2 separate regions of the Sus scrofa genome follow, and region 1 is linked to region 2. Evidence: chromatin contacts called from public HiChIP or PLAC-seq data. All regions are on one chromosome and are shown on one strand. The core of a region is the stretch at or near the end of the contact, and the rest is flanking DNA. Distances in the headings are between cores, read along the strand shown. Region 1 holds the start of UBQLN1 (ubiquilin-1). Region 2 holds the start of KIF27 (kinesin-like protein KIF27).

What was found. HiChIP or PLAC-seq counts read pairs in DNA pulled down with a chosen protein or histone mark.
Region 1: an H3K27ac HiChIP or PLAC-seq map of alveolar macrophages shows a contact between it and region 2. The contact joins the promoter of UBQLN1 here to the promoter of KIF27 in region 2. A contact is called at or near these places in 1 of 5 promoter capture datasets (fetal liver) and 1 of 2 datasets of contacts at active chromatin or transcription factors (alveolar macrophages).

What each region holds. Positions count from the first base shown.
Region 1 is chr10:31,271,737-31,278,336 of Sscrofa11.1, forward strand. It overlaps UBQLN1 (ubiquilin-1), which reads left to right and starts at 4,180. Exons shown (of 12, transcript XM_021064658.1): 1 at 4,180-4,437; 2 at 4,703-5,322. The coding sequence starts at 5,143. It overlaps LOC110255669 (a long non-coding RNA gene), which reads right to left and starts at 4,810. Exons shown (of 2, transcript XR_002336308.1): 1 at 4,678-4,810; 2 at 2,576-3,954.
Region 2 is chr10:31,021,253-31,028,053 of Sscrofa11.1, forward strand. It overlaps KIF27 (kinesin-like protein KIF27), which reads left to right and starts at 4,881. Exons shown (of 19, transcript XM_021064656.1): 1 at 4,881-5,048.

The sequences.
Region 1 (6,600 bases), core at 2,930-5,429, 250 kb after region 2:
ACTTGCAGTGAAAATGTGTTGAAGCCTAGAAGAAGGAAAGCACAAGACAAACTTGGAATGTCCAGTGGACTCACTTGATTGATGGTAAGATCTGAATGAAGACAGCCAGTATCTAAACTTGTGGATGCCATGCCACAAGTTTAGGTATTATTCTAAAGCTTTGGTGAGAGCTAATGACAATTTTCTGGGTGTCATGATCAAAGACTAGTTCTAGAAGGATAATATTCATAATCAATAGAAAATAGTTTTGAAGATAGTGACTCTAGACTGAGGCAGAGGAATCTTTTGGAGGTTATTGTTACAATCTGGGCTATTATTAATGAAGGTGTGAACTAGACTGGTAGCAAGAGAAATAGTTTTAGGTAATTGACGGTGATGAATTGTTAAGTGAAGGGTACAAATGATGATGATGAAGGTCAGAGAAAAAATGATTCTGCAGGCTTGGGTGTTTTCTAAAAGAGAAAAGGCTGTAATAATGGGCACATGGCAGATGTAGTGATGTGAGATCCTACGTGAGAGAAGTATAATGTACAAATGTTTCTAGACATGATAATAAATATGCTTGACTGTAGCAGGCTATATCTATAAAGAGTAATGGGAGTGAAGCTTGAAAGGCCAGGAATTAGTTGTGGAAGGCCTTGAATTTCTAGCTAAGAAGCTTAGGCCTTAATTTTATTAGGCTTTTTTTTTTTTTTTTTTTTTTTTTTTTCTTTTCTAGGGTTGTTCTCACGGTATATGGAGGTTCCCAGGCTAGGGGTCAAATCGGAGCTGTAGCCACCAGCCTATGCCAGAGCCGTAGCAACGTGGGATCCGAGCCGCGTCTGCAACCTACACCACAGCTCAGGGCAACGCCGGATCGTCAACCCACTGAGCAAGGGCAGGGACGGAACCCGCAACCTCATGGTTCCTAGTCGGATTCGTTAACCACTGCGCCACAACAGGAACTCCAATAAATTCTTTTTTTTTTTTTTTTTTTGTCTTTTCGCTATTTCTTGGGCCGCTCCCGCGGCATATGGAGGTTCCCAGGCTAGGGGTCGAATCGGAGCTGTAGCCACCGGCCTACGCCAGAGCCACAGCAACGCGGGATCCGAGCCGCGTCTGCAACCTACACCACAGCTCACGGCAACGCCGGATCGTTAACCCACTGAGCAAGGGCAGGGATCGAACCCGCAACCTCATGGTTCCTAGTCGGATTCGTTAACCACTGCGCCACAACGGGAACTCCTCCAATAAATTCTTGATTGATTGAATTGACTGACTCATTTTGTCAAAGAAGAATTCTACCATGAATATTAAATATAAAAACATTTATATTTAATATAAATATAAAAACATTTATATTTAATATAAATATAAAAACATTTATATTTAATATAAATATAAAAACATCTTATTTATATAAAATCTTATTTCTAAACTTGAAGTTGGAATATTGGGACTTATAAAAAAAGACATGTCCAGTTAGAGCTGCTCACATTGTCTTGTGAGAACTGAATGGTAAAATTTCAGCAGTTTTGTGAGCAACGACCTCAAGTTTGTAGCTTGAGATTGGCCATTTTGTAAGTAGCATTATATCAAGGAAACTGGCACATGCTAAAAAAATCAAAGCTTGCTTTCTTGAGTGTTTATTAAATACTTATTGGCATGGTACTGAGGCAGGAGGTAGATGGGCTCTAGGATAGAAATTTGCAACTAGCCTCTTATTTACACTTCTTGAAGCAGAAGATAGATGGGCTCCAGGACAAACATTTACAACCAGCCACCTATCTATATTTCAAGATAGAAATAACAACAGGAACAAGGCAAATAACTGGTACTTGTCTTCTGAGAACTTGTTAAACAATGATAATGACAGGATCAGAAGAGGGGCTAATAATCCCTGCTTGATCAAAAGACCAAGAAGTCACATTCTTCCCGTCCTTGGGGCCAGGGAGACCCCAACTATACATGCACAGAGAGACCCTTCTGGGTCAGAAAGGGAGGGTATGCCAGGTCATAATAAGTCAAGAGAACCTCTCCACCATGCTTTGCTTTGGACTCCACTTTGTCCAAAAGATGTGCATGGAGATCAGGGAGGGCTCTGGGTCAGGTCAAGTGTAAAAGGTAAAACAAGGTAATTGCCAAAGGAAGACAAAGACCTGGAAGAACTGTTCTATATAAGTGACTTACTTTAATAATGCTATATTATACCTGCACCCTCACTCCTTTGGGCGTGTATTACCACTTTACTTCTGCCTTAGATAAACAAATTCTCTGTGTGCTCTCCCACACACTGTACTGTGTTTCCAACAATAAACTTTATACCTATTTTTTACAATCTTTGCCTTCTTGAAACATTCTTGCTTTCGACAGGGGGCAAGAAAGAGGGCAATTCTGCTTTAAGCCTCTAGCTACTCTGGTGGCTAGGATTCCTGGTCTTCACTCAGGCTGCCCAGGTTCAATTCCTGAGCAGAGAATTAAGGTCTCACTTCAAGCCATCACCCACTGCTGTCTCTCTGAAATGAGTACTGGGAGACTCCTCACTCCATCTCCTCCTACCCATTACCCATCCCATCCAACTTCCTTTCTTTCTCTGTTTTTTTTTTTTTTTTTTTTTTTTTTTTTTGCCATGTCCCCAGAAAGCAGAAGTTCCTGAGCTAGGGATTGAACCCGTGCCACAGCAGTGACAATGCAGGAACTCCCTTGCCTCTTTTTTGAGGGCAGACACTGACTCTTATTTTCCTCTGTATCCTCAACATAGTATTTGGACATTAATGTGCTCAATTAATGTTTGTAAAATGAATGACATATGCTCTTGAAATTTTTTTTTTTTCTTTTTAGGAGCACACCCGAGGCATATGGATGTTCCCAGGCTAGGAGTCTAATTGGAGCTACAGGTGCCAGTCACAGCCACGACCACAGCAATGCCAGATCCCTAACACGCTGAGCGAGGGCAGGGATTGAACCTCCAACCTCACGGTCCTTAGTCAGATTCGTTTCTGCTGTGCCACGACAGGACCTCCAGCTCTTATATTTGTTTCACCAATCATTTAACAAACAAAAATTGTTCAAAAGAATATGCCTCAGACACCCTGTGGCCAAATCAGATCCTAGGCCTGTTTTTGTAAGTAGTTTTACCAGGACACAGGGAGGCTTAGTTACCCATACACTGTCTGCAGTTGTTCTTTGTTACAAGCACAGAGCTGAGTATTTGAGATGGAAAATGTATGGTCCACAAAGCCCGATACAGCTACTATCTAGTCTTTCGATGGTTTCTTACAAGGTAGAGTTGTATCCAAAAAGGGCTCTAATGAATTACTTAACTACATAGTCTTACAGATAAATTCTATTACTCCATAAATTGAGCATAGTCATCAGAATTTTTGTAGAAATTGATGTAGATATAAATAATTACAGAGAAATTTTTCCTAAGTGTAGGGTTAGAGATAAATGATTGGTTTTCCAATGGCAGAACTTTCCACCTTGACAAGTAATGATTACCTCACATCCAGACACAAACAAACAGTCATCTTCTAGCAGAGAGCCTTGTGTAACTTCTTCATGCTATTATTGAACAAGCTGCCAGGAATGTAGCTGATATCAGATGATGCCTATGTTGCAATTTACACTTTGAGAGCTCCTCTTAGACCGAGATTCCAAAGGAGCTCTGCTAAAAAGTGGTCTTCATGTAAGAGTACTTATAACCAGAACAGAGTTGGATGGCTTAAGAACAGAAATACAGTACGTATCCTTGCATATTTGGATCATGGTGGGGTGTCAGAGTTTACACTTGTGCAATACTGGTTAATAAAGTTCATGTCCTGTGTTGTACATTCCTTTGCAAGTCATCTTCAAAGGCAGATGATAAGTTCATTTCAAATTTAGAATTCTTTAGAGGGAAATTAACTTACTGTTTCTTATTTGTACCCATGTTTCATTGAATATAATCTTCGAAACTTTAATGCCACTTGAAGTCTGAAATGAAGCAGTAACTTAATTTGAAAGAATATAAAATGAACACCTGAGCTTCATTAAATTGTCCCAGTTGGGTGGGCACTTCTTGGGTACTCTGCTTGTGCCACAAACATTTGGGGGGATAGTATTCAGAGAACTCCAGGATGCACTAGCAGGGTTGTCAACGCAGGAGAGGCCACTGTCAACACAGGTGGCCTGATCACCTGACCAAACGGGACTGACCCGAGGGTGGGAAGCTCTGGCCATGGAGCAGTGACTCCGCGAAACTGCGCAAGGTGGCTACAGGCATGTACTCCATTTTCCTTTTCTTAGGACGAGGATTTTTTTCCTCCATTAATTCATAATTCAACTCTCGCGCACCGGGCTATAAGAGCAAGTGTTTTAAAGCTTCCAAGTGGGTAAGAATCAAGCACATTTAAAATCAACGAAACACCTTGCGGGCATTTGTTCTAGACCCTCCTCGCAGCAGGCTACGCAAAGCAGGTACGGGAGCTAAGGGGGTGCGCACCGCCACCGGGGGGAGGGGGGGTGTAAGGTGAGGGGGTTGGGGAAACTACCTGGCCCACCAGCGCGCACGCGCATCTCCAGCCGCAGCGCCCAGTGGTCGATACCCCTTTCCAGTACTTTCGCTAGCCGTGACGTCATCCCTCTGCGCCCTTTCTGTCTCCCCGAGAACACGCGAGTTTATTTTTTGGTGAAAGGGGTAAAAAGAAATGAACTGACCTCTTCTACCCCACTTTGTTTTTAGTCCTTCATTCTGAACGCGCCTACGCTTTGAGCAATGGAGCAGGAAAGGGCAAAAAAGCCAGCCAGAGTCCCAAGCGGCGCCGGCCTGGCATGACTCGGCTACGTCTCCAGCCGCGTTACCCGGCGTGCCCCGCGCGGCGCCGGCAGAGGGACGTGGGGGGGAGGGGCGGGGAGGAGGAAGCGGCGGCGGCGGCTGCGGATGTCGCTGTGAGCGAGCGGCATCTGAACACACGGCGGCTGCCGAGCGCCCAACCCGGGCCTGCGCCGGGGTCCACGCCAAGCTTCGCGGCCCCTCGCCCGCTAGGACAGCCCTGCGCCCGTTGTCACCGAGGCAGCGTGCCCCACATTCTCCGCTGCCCAGGCCGGCCGGCTCTGGCGTCGCCTGGCTCCCCCTCGTTCGCCCGCTCCCTCCTGCGCGCCTGAGTCACCGCCGTCGCCGCCATGGCCGAGAATGGTGAAAGCGGCAGCCCTCCGAGCTCCCAGGACAGCGCCGCCGCGGCCGAAGGTGCCGGCGCCCCCGCGGCCGCTGCCTCCGCCGAGCCCAAGATCATGAAAGTCACCGTGAAGACCCCGAAGGAGAAGGAGGAGTTCGCAGTGCCGGAGAATAGCTCAGTCCAGCAGGTGAGGGCCGCCCTAGGCTCGGGGCGTAGTGGGGATGGCGGCAGGACCTCCGCCCGCCGTGGGAGGAGACGGTTTTGCAAGGGTTTGGCGGTGGTGGGGGTCGTCCCCGGAGGTGCCCTCATCCTTTCTCCCGCGTCTCATCCCAAATTCGATCACACCCAAGTTCGTGGGTTTGCTCCTGGGGGCATCGCAGGTTTGTGGCGGGGGCCGCGCGGCCTTTTTGGGGGATGAACAGATGCTGCTTCTCTCGGCTCCTTCTTCGGGCGTCCACAGACCCCCAGCCTCCTCCTCCAGCTCCCCGCCCCCAGCCGCCTCCTTCTGGCTCCTCACAAAGGAAAGGGACCCGCCGCCTGGCTCCGGGCGGGGTGGAGTCTGGGTTAGGGTTCGCCTTAGCCTAGTCTGCGATTTTGTCTCGTGAAAAAAAAAAAAGGGGATGCTCATTGTTTTACCTGCCTACAGGTTAAGGTGGATTGGGGGATGACGAGCACGTGTACATTTGGTTCTGCGTTTTGAGTGCTGAAAATTTTCCCATCTTCCAATCTTTAAAGAAAAAATTAACTATGACGTAGAAATTGTTTTCAGCCATATCTTAAGTGCTAGTACTAGGCTTAAACAGAAGAGGGGATGACTTTCATTGACGATTTGCTGGTCTTTTTTTAAAGTGTATTTGTCATCGCTTAGATGCCAATCATTGGGGAGGTTTTTTGTTTGATTTTAGTGGGAGAACTGCGTTATTCAGATATTAGCGTATGCAGTCGGATAACAACGAAATTGGAGTTAATGGAGAACATGCAAATATGCTACTTAAAATCTGTTCAGGAATACAAATCCCGCAGTTAATAGTCTTGAGGAATTTAACACATTGTTTTAGCTTATTGAATATACGTCTCAGGATATTTTCTACAATTATTGAGTTGATCTCAGCGTGAACAGTTTATGAAGAAGCAAAAATTACTGAAACGTACTTGTGAATGTCCCTAGGAACAATAAATGATTAGGGCATTTGTATATATAATTCTGAAAGGTGTTGTGTTTTGTCAAGTAGTAAGTAGAGTGTGTAGCATCAAGTGAGAAACTTTGACCACCTATTGAATCACCATATTTTTTTCCCTCAATATAACTATAAAAAATTTCCTTAACGTTTTTATGTTTTCTAGCATACAGGGAAATTGAAATAATTGTGCAGTGAACACCATGTGTCCATTGCCTACAGTTAGTATCTAGCTTTATTTGCTCTGTCATACAATTAATTTTATTTTTTCGGATGCATTTCAGGGT
Region 2 (6,801 bases), core at 3,631-6,130:
ATAGTGGCTTCCAGGGGCTGGGAAAAAGGGTGAATGGGGAATTGTTGTTTAATGTGTATAGAGGTTCAGTTTTCCAAGACAACAAAGAGTTCTGGAGGTTGGTTGAACAGCATTGTGAATGTACTTAACACACTTAACACACTGAACTACATGCTTAAAAATGGTCAAATGCTAAATTTTATGTTATTGTATTTTACCACAATTTTTAGAGATCAAGGGCAGGAGTTCCCTGGTGGTCCAGCAGGCTAAGGATCCAGTGTCACTACTGTGGCTCAGGTCACTGCTGTGGTACGGGTTTGATCCCTGGCCAGGAACTTCCACATGCTGTGGATGCGGCCAAAAAAAAAAAAGAGGTGGAGGGTAACTTCTTAAACGAATTAAGGGAGTTCCCGTCGCAGCGCTGTGGTTAACGAATCCGACTAGGAACCATGAGGTTGCGGGTTCGATCCCTGCCCTTGTTCAGTGGGTTAATGATCTGGCGTTGCCGTGAGCAGTGGTGTAGGTTGCAGACGTGGCTTGGATCCCGCGTTGCTGTGGCTCTGGCGCAGACTGGCAGCTACAGCTCCGATTAGACCCCTAGCCTGTGAACCTCCATATGCCGTGGGAGCGATCCAAGAAATGACAAAAAAAAAAAAAAAAAAAAGAATTAAGGAACATGTCAACAAAATATTACATGTGGACTATGTTTGGATCGTGATTGGAGTAAATGTGGGGGGAGAGAGAGGGAGGGAGAGAGGGATAGGGGAGGGGTGCATTATGTAGAAAGCTATCACTCAACTCAGTCTTTGGGGAGGCAGTGTTGATTTTGTCATCTGAAACATATAGGCTTCAGTCTTGCCTCTGCCACTTACCAGCAATGTAGGCTTGAACAAATTACTTGCTTTCTATTTTTTTTTTTTTTCCTGCACCCATGGCATACAGAATTGTCCAGGCCAAGAATCAACCCCTTGCCACAGCAGTAGCCAGACCCAGAGCAGTGACAACGTTGGGTCCCTCACCTGCTGAGTCACGAGGGAACTCCTGTTTTCTATTTTTTTTTTTTTTTTTTGTCTTTTGTCTTTTTGTTGTTGTTGTTGTTGCTATTTCTTGGGCCGCTCCCACGGCATATGGAGGTTCCCAGGCTAGGGGTTGAATCGGAGCTGTAGCCACCGGCCTACGCCAGAGCCACAGCAACGCGGGATCCGAGCCGCATCTGCAACCTACACCACAGCTCACGGCAACGCCGGATCGTTAACCCACTGAGCAAGGGCAGGGACCGAACTCGCAACCTCATGGTTCCTAGTCGGATTCGTTAACCACTGCGCCACGACGGGAACTCCTGTTTTCTATTTTTTTTTAAGTTCCATAAATATTTATTGAATCTCTGCAATGAGCTTAATATTTACTATGTGTTAAACACTGACTATTTCAACAACAGGGACATAGAAATAAATAATATATAGTCTTCTGATGCTGGAGATTAAAATATGAGGCAAGAAATATCAGAGATGAGTCTGGAAAGATGGGCAAAAAGTAAATTACAGAAGGCTATGTATACCACGTCAAGAAGTGTAGATTTTTAAATTTTTTTTAATATAATGATTTTTATTTTTTTCATTATAGCTGGTTTACAGTGTTCTGTCAATTTTCTCCTGTACAGCATGGTGACCCAGTTACACATACATCTATAGATTCTTTTTTTTTTCTTAGGGCTACACCTGCAGCATATGGAAGTTCCCAGGCTGGGGTTTAATCAGAGCTGTAGCTGCTGGCCTAATCTACAGCCGCAGCAATGCTGGATCTGAGCCAAGTCTGCAAGCTACGCCACAGCTCACGGCAACGTCGGCTCCTTAACCTACTGATGGAGGCCAGGGATGGAACCCACACCTCATGGTTCCTAGTTGGATTTGTTTCTGTTGTACCATGACGAGAACTCCAAGAAGACGGGATTTTATCATGAAGAGCTATCTTATCTTTATCATAAAGAAGCATGAAGTTCTTACACTTTAAATTTGTCCTCTGTTTATAAAAATGTGTTATAATTTTTAAAACTTTAATTGTAATTTCAATTTAATTTTATTTTTATTTATTTATTTATTTTTAGGGCAGCACCCGAGGCATATGGAGGTTCCCACCCTAGGGGTCTGATCGGAGCTACAGATGCTGGCCTATGCCAGAGCCACAGCAACTCAGGATCCGAGCCTCATCTGCAACCTACACCACAGCTCATGGCAATGCTGGATCCTCAACCCACTGAGCCAGGCCAGGGATGAAACCTGCAACCTCATGGTTCCTAGTCAGATTTGTTTCTGCTGCACCATGATGGGAACTCCTGCAATTCAATTTTAGAATCTCAATGGAACTCTCTTCTGCAAATTGTCAAGCTGATTCAAAAGTTGTTGGAAGAGAAATGTCAAGAGTAGTCAAGATAATTTAGAACAACGAGGAAGGGCTTCCTAACAGCAAAATATACAGGAAAGCTATAGTGATTAAAACAGTATGGTATTGGTTCAGGAATAAATTTATTGATGCAACAGAATAGAGGCCCCCTCAAATAAACTCATGAATATATAGGAGTATGTCCTATTTCACTGATTCTAAGATATGTATTCATATTTCACTTCAAGATTTTTTTTTTTTCCACATCCACAGCATGAGGGAGTTCCCAGGTCAGGGATCAAACCCAAGCCACAAGTGACAACACTGGATCCTTAACTGCTAGGCCATGAGGAACTCCAAAAAGATCAGTTTCTCTTGGTGCTGCTCTTACAGGCTCTCCAGGTCATCCTTAGAGCCTCCTTTCACTTAGGAAGGAAGATTCTCACTTGTGAACCCTTTATTTCCAACTCCACAAGGTCTAAGACCCCATGACTCTCATTAAGCACCTCAAGTCCCTCTTATAAGGGCTTTGTTTATTTATTTATTTTAGATGATTTTAATTTTTTTCCGTTATAGCTGGTTTACAGGGTTTTTTTTTTTTAATTTTAGATGATTTTTATTTTTTTCCCATTATTACAAGGGCTTTAAAAGGAGATAGGGTGAGTTCCTGTTGTGGCTCATTGGGTTAAGAACAGAACTAATATCCACGAGGATGCAAGTTTGATCCTTGGCCTTGCTCAGTGGGTTAAGGATCTAGAATTGCTAGCAAGCTGCAGTGTAGGTCACAGATGTGGCTCAGATCTGGTGTTGCTGTGGCTGTGACATAGGCTGGGAGTTGCAGCTTGGATTCCACCCCTGGCCTGGGAACTTCCATATGCCACAGGTGCAGCCCTAAGAGCAAAAAATAATTTAAATAAATAAATAAAAGGAGATACGGCTGAAGTTGCAATGGAATGAGCCTTATTCTGCTGTAAACCCTCGGGATGCAGGGGATGACAATGACTAGTGTCCACTTTACAATGTGGGGAACTTAAGTGACACCTTCTCTTCAACTCTGTACTCAGACACCAATTTGGGGGCAACAGAAAATGTTCTATTCTAATCCTGGTATGCATTTGCTGACTTTGTCTGCCATCATGTAGCCTCTTGAAACTTGCTACCTAGTCTTCTCTGGGATTCTCAAACCTAAATTGTTACTGTCATCATTGCAGTTTTGTCAGCAGGCTAGTCTGACCTATCAATTTACAGTCATGAAGGGCAATTTTTAAAAAAATTCCAAAAATGCAACATAATTAACATTTTCACATCTTTGAATTTTCAAAATTCAAAATAATCTAATTTAGGAGTTCCTGTAGTGGCTCAGCGGTTAAGGAACCCGACTAGCATCCATGAGGACACAGGTTCGATCTCTGGACTCATTAGGTGGGTTAAGGATCCGGCATTATTGCCATGAGTTGCGGTGTAGGTTGCAGACTTGGCTCGGATCCTGCGTTGCTATGGTTGTGGTGTATGCCAGTGGCTACAGCTCTAATTGGACCCCTAGCCTGGGAACTTCCATGTGCTGTGTGTGGAGCCCTAAAAAGACAAAAAGAAAAAAAAAATCTATTTCATAACTTAACAGCTTCCCCCCCACCCCTACCTCTTCACTTGTAAGTTTCATGAAAAAAAGGACTGCTTTTTGAAGATGCTTAGATTGTGCTACTAAAAATGGGAGGCACTGAGAAATTTAAAACTAAATTGGAAAAGATGAACATCGAATTACCATATGACCCAGCAATTTCATTCCTAGGTCTACACCCAAAAGAACTGAAAAAAATGAATTAAATACTTGTGTATGATGTTCATAGCATCATTATTCATATTATTCCCAAAATGGAAAAACCCACATGTCCATTAACTGATGAATGGATAAATAAAATGTGGTATGTCTGTACAAAGAAATATTCTGTCACAAAAAGGAATAAAAGTCTTGATACATGGTACAACATGGGTGAATCAGGAAAACACTGTTTCGCAAAATAAGCCGGACACAAAGGCCACAGATTCCATGCATACAAAATGCCCAGAACAGGTAAGTCCACAGAAACAGAAAGCAGAATAGCGGTTGTCAGTGACTGGGGGAGTGACTGCTCAGAGGCATGGGGATTTCCTTTTGGGGGTGATGAAAATGTTTTGTAAATAGAGGTGATGGTTGCACAACACTGCGAATGTCTAAAACGTCATTGAATTGTACAGTTTAAAACTGTTCATTTTATGTTATGTGGATTTTTGTGCTTCCGTAAAAATAAATAGAATCGGTAGATAAAATTCCAAAGTAATGTGACTCTCATATTCACTTTACAACTCGTGGAGCGTTACTTTGTCTCAGCACTCTGAGGGGTCCCTGGGTATTCATTTACTTTGGAGCGGATATGGGAGGCGGACTTCCAGACTGCCGGCTCTAGGCTCCTTCCCTGACCGGGCGGGTCCAGGGGGCGGAGCTTGGAGGGGCGGAGCTGGGGGGGGGCGCCGGGGAGCCGCGGGACGCCCTGACGGGCGGGGCTGCGTCGGCGGCTGGCTTCACCCGTTGCCGGGAGAACCCGCGACAACAAAAGGCGCGAGCGGCGGCGGTAGCAGCGGCGCAGCGGAGCGAAGTGAAGCCGAGGAGTCCTGCGCTGCGCTCGCCGCCGGAGCCGGGCTTTCTCGAACCGGTCAGTGAGTCGCAGGCGGGCCGGGGCAGGCTGGCGGGGCCGGGTCTGGTGCGGCGCCCGCCCGCCCTCTGCGCAGGTGTCCCCACCCGGCGGTTGGGAGGAGGGGGCGCCGGCTAGGGAGCAAGGAGCCGCCGCGGCGTGGCTTGAGGGGCTGTGGGGCGCCAGCGAGGCCGAGGAGAGCGCCCGAGAGGCCTGGGGTCGTTGCTGGGACCTTTGGCAAGCGGCTTGGAAAAGTTGGGTGCCCTTTGAGTTAGGAGGGCCTGGAGATAGGGGCGCGCGGGAACCCCGGCCCGAGCTCCACTGAATCGGATGCTGTGTATTTCTTGTGTTCATATTTCCAGTTGCAGGATCTGAAGAGGGATAGGAAGGTCCACCCTCCTTGAGGGTTTCCTTTTGTTACAGGCGGATGTTGAAATTTTTGTGCATTCTAAACTCTGGAAGTCTGAAAGCCCTTTCCTTAGAGTAGGTGATAATTGAGAAGGAAAGATGCCCGCATTCTTCCTTTGAAACAATTTTAAAATAAAATTTCTCTCTCCCCAAGTTTTAAAATCTCTGTGGTTTCCCTTTCTTTCCTATCTTCTCCATCTAGTTCTTTATGCTTCGGGGGCCTTTTCTGAGATCCTTGTGGGATTCACTGTCCATTTGCCAGAGTTTCTTTCTTTCTTTTTTTTTTAGGGCTGCACCCACAGCGTATGTTCCCAGGCTAGGGGTGGAATCGGAGCTGTAGCTGTGGGTCTCCACCGCAGCCACAGCAACGGAGGATCTGAGCCTTGTCTGCGACGTACACCACAGCTACGAGGTAATGCCACTGAGCGAGTCCAAGGTTCGAACGCATGTCCTCATGGATACTAGTCAGGTCCCTTAACCACTGAGCCACCATGGGAACTCTGCCAGAGAATTTATGAAACTATTTATTACTTACAAACTGTAACTTTTAGACAATTACTACTTTTGAAAAGCCAAGGGCACAGGATGGCAAACATAGACACTTTTGGATCAATGACATGGCATCAGTGATCAAATACTTCTCTTGTTACTGAGATTTCAAAACTCCACTGAGTGTTCCTAAATATTACCAGCCAATCAGATTTCACCTTTCTTTGCGTTTATTGGTGAGATGATACCTATGCTTCTGATGGCTGTAATTGATCAAAATCTGAAGACGTGTAAGTGGTATGGATTTTTAAAAAGAAACATAAATTCTTATATATATATATATCTGTATTTTTGTGCCATCTGTATGTTTATGGACCGTTACCAGTTTATAGGCCCTTACCGGTTTTAGAGTAGCTGAATTTCTATTGACTTTGTAGTCAGATTGTTTATAGGCATTCCTGTTAAAAACAAACAAACAAACAAACAAACAAACAACAACCCGGGAGTTCCTGTCGTTGCGCAGGGGAAACAAATCCGACTAGGAACCATGAGGTCGCAGGTTAGATCCCTGGCCTGGCTCAGTGGCTTAAGGATCTGGTGTTGCTATGAGCTGTGGTGTAGGTCGCAGACACAGCTCAGATCTGCCTTGCTGTGGCTCTGGCGTAGGCTGGCGGCTACAGCTCTCATTTGACCCCTAGCCTGGGAACCTCCATATGCCACGGGTGCAGACCTAAAGACAAATAAATAAATAAGTAAATAATAATAATAATAATAATTTAAAAAACCAAGAAAGCAAAAAATATCTTAATTTCACTTGGCATCTTTTATCAGCAATTTTGTTGGAAGTGGTTAGGTTTAGCCTAACATAGACCATGAC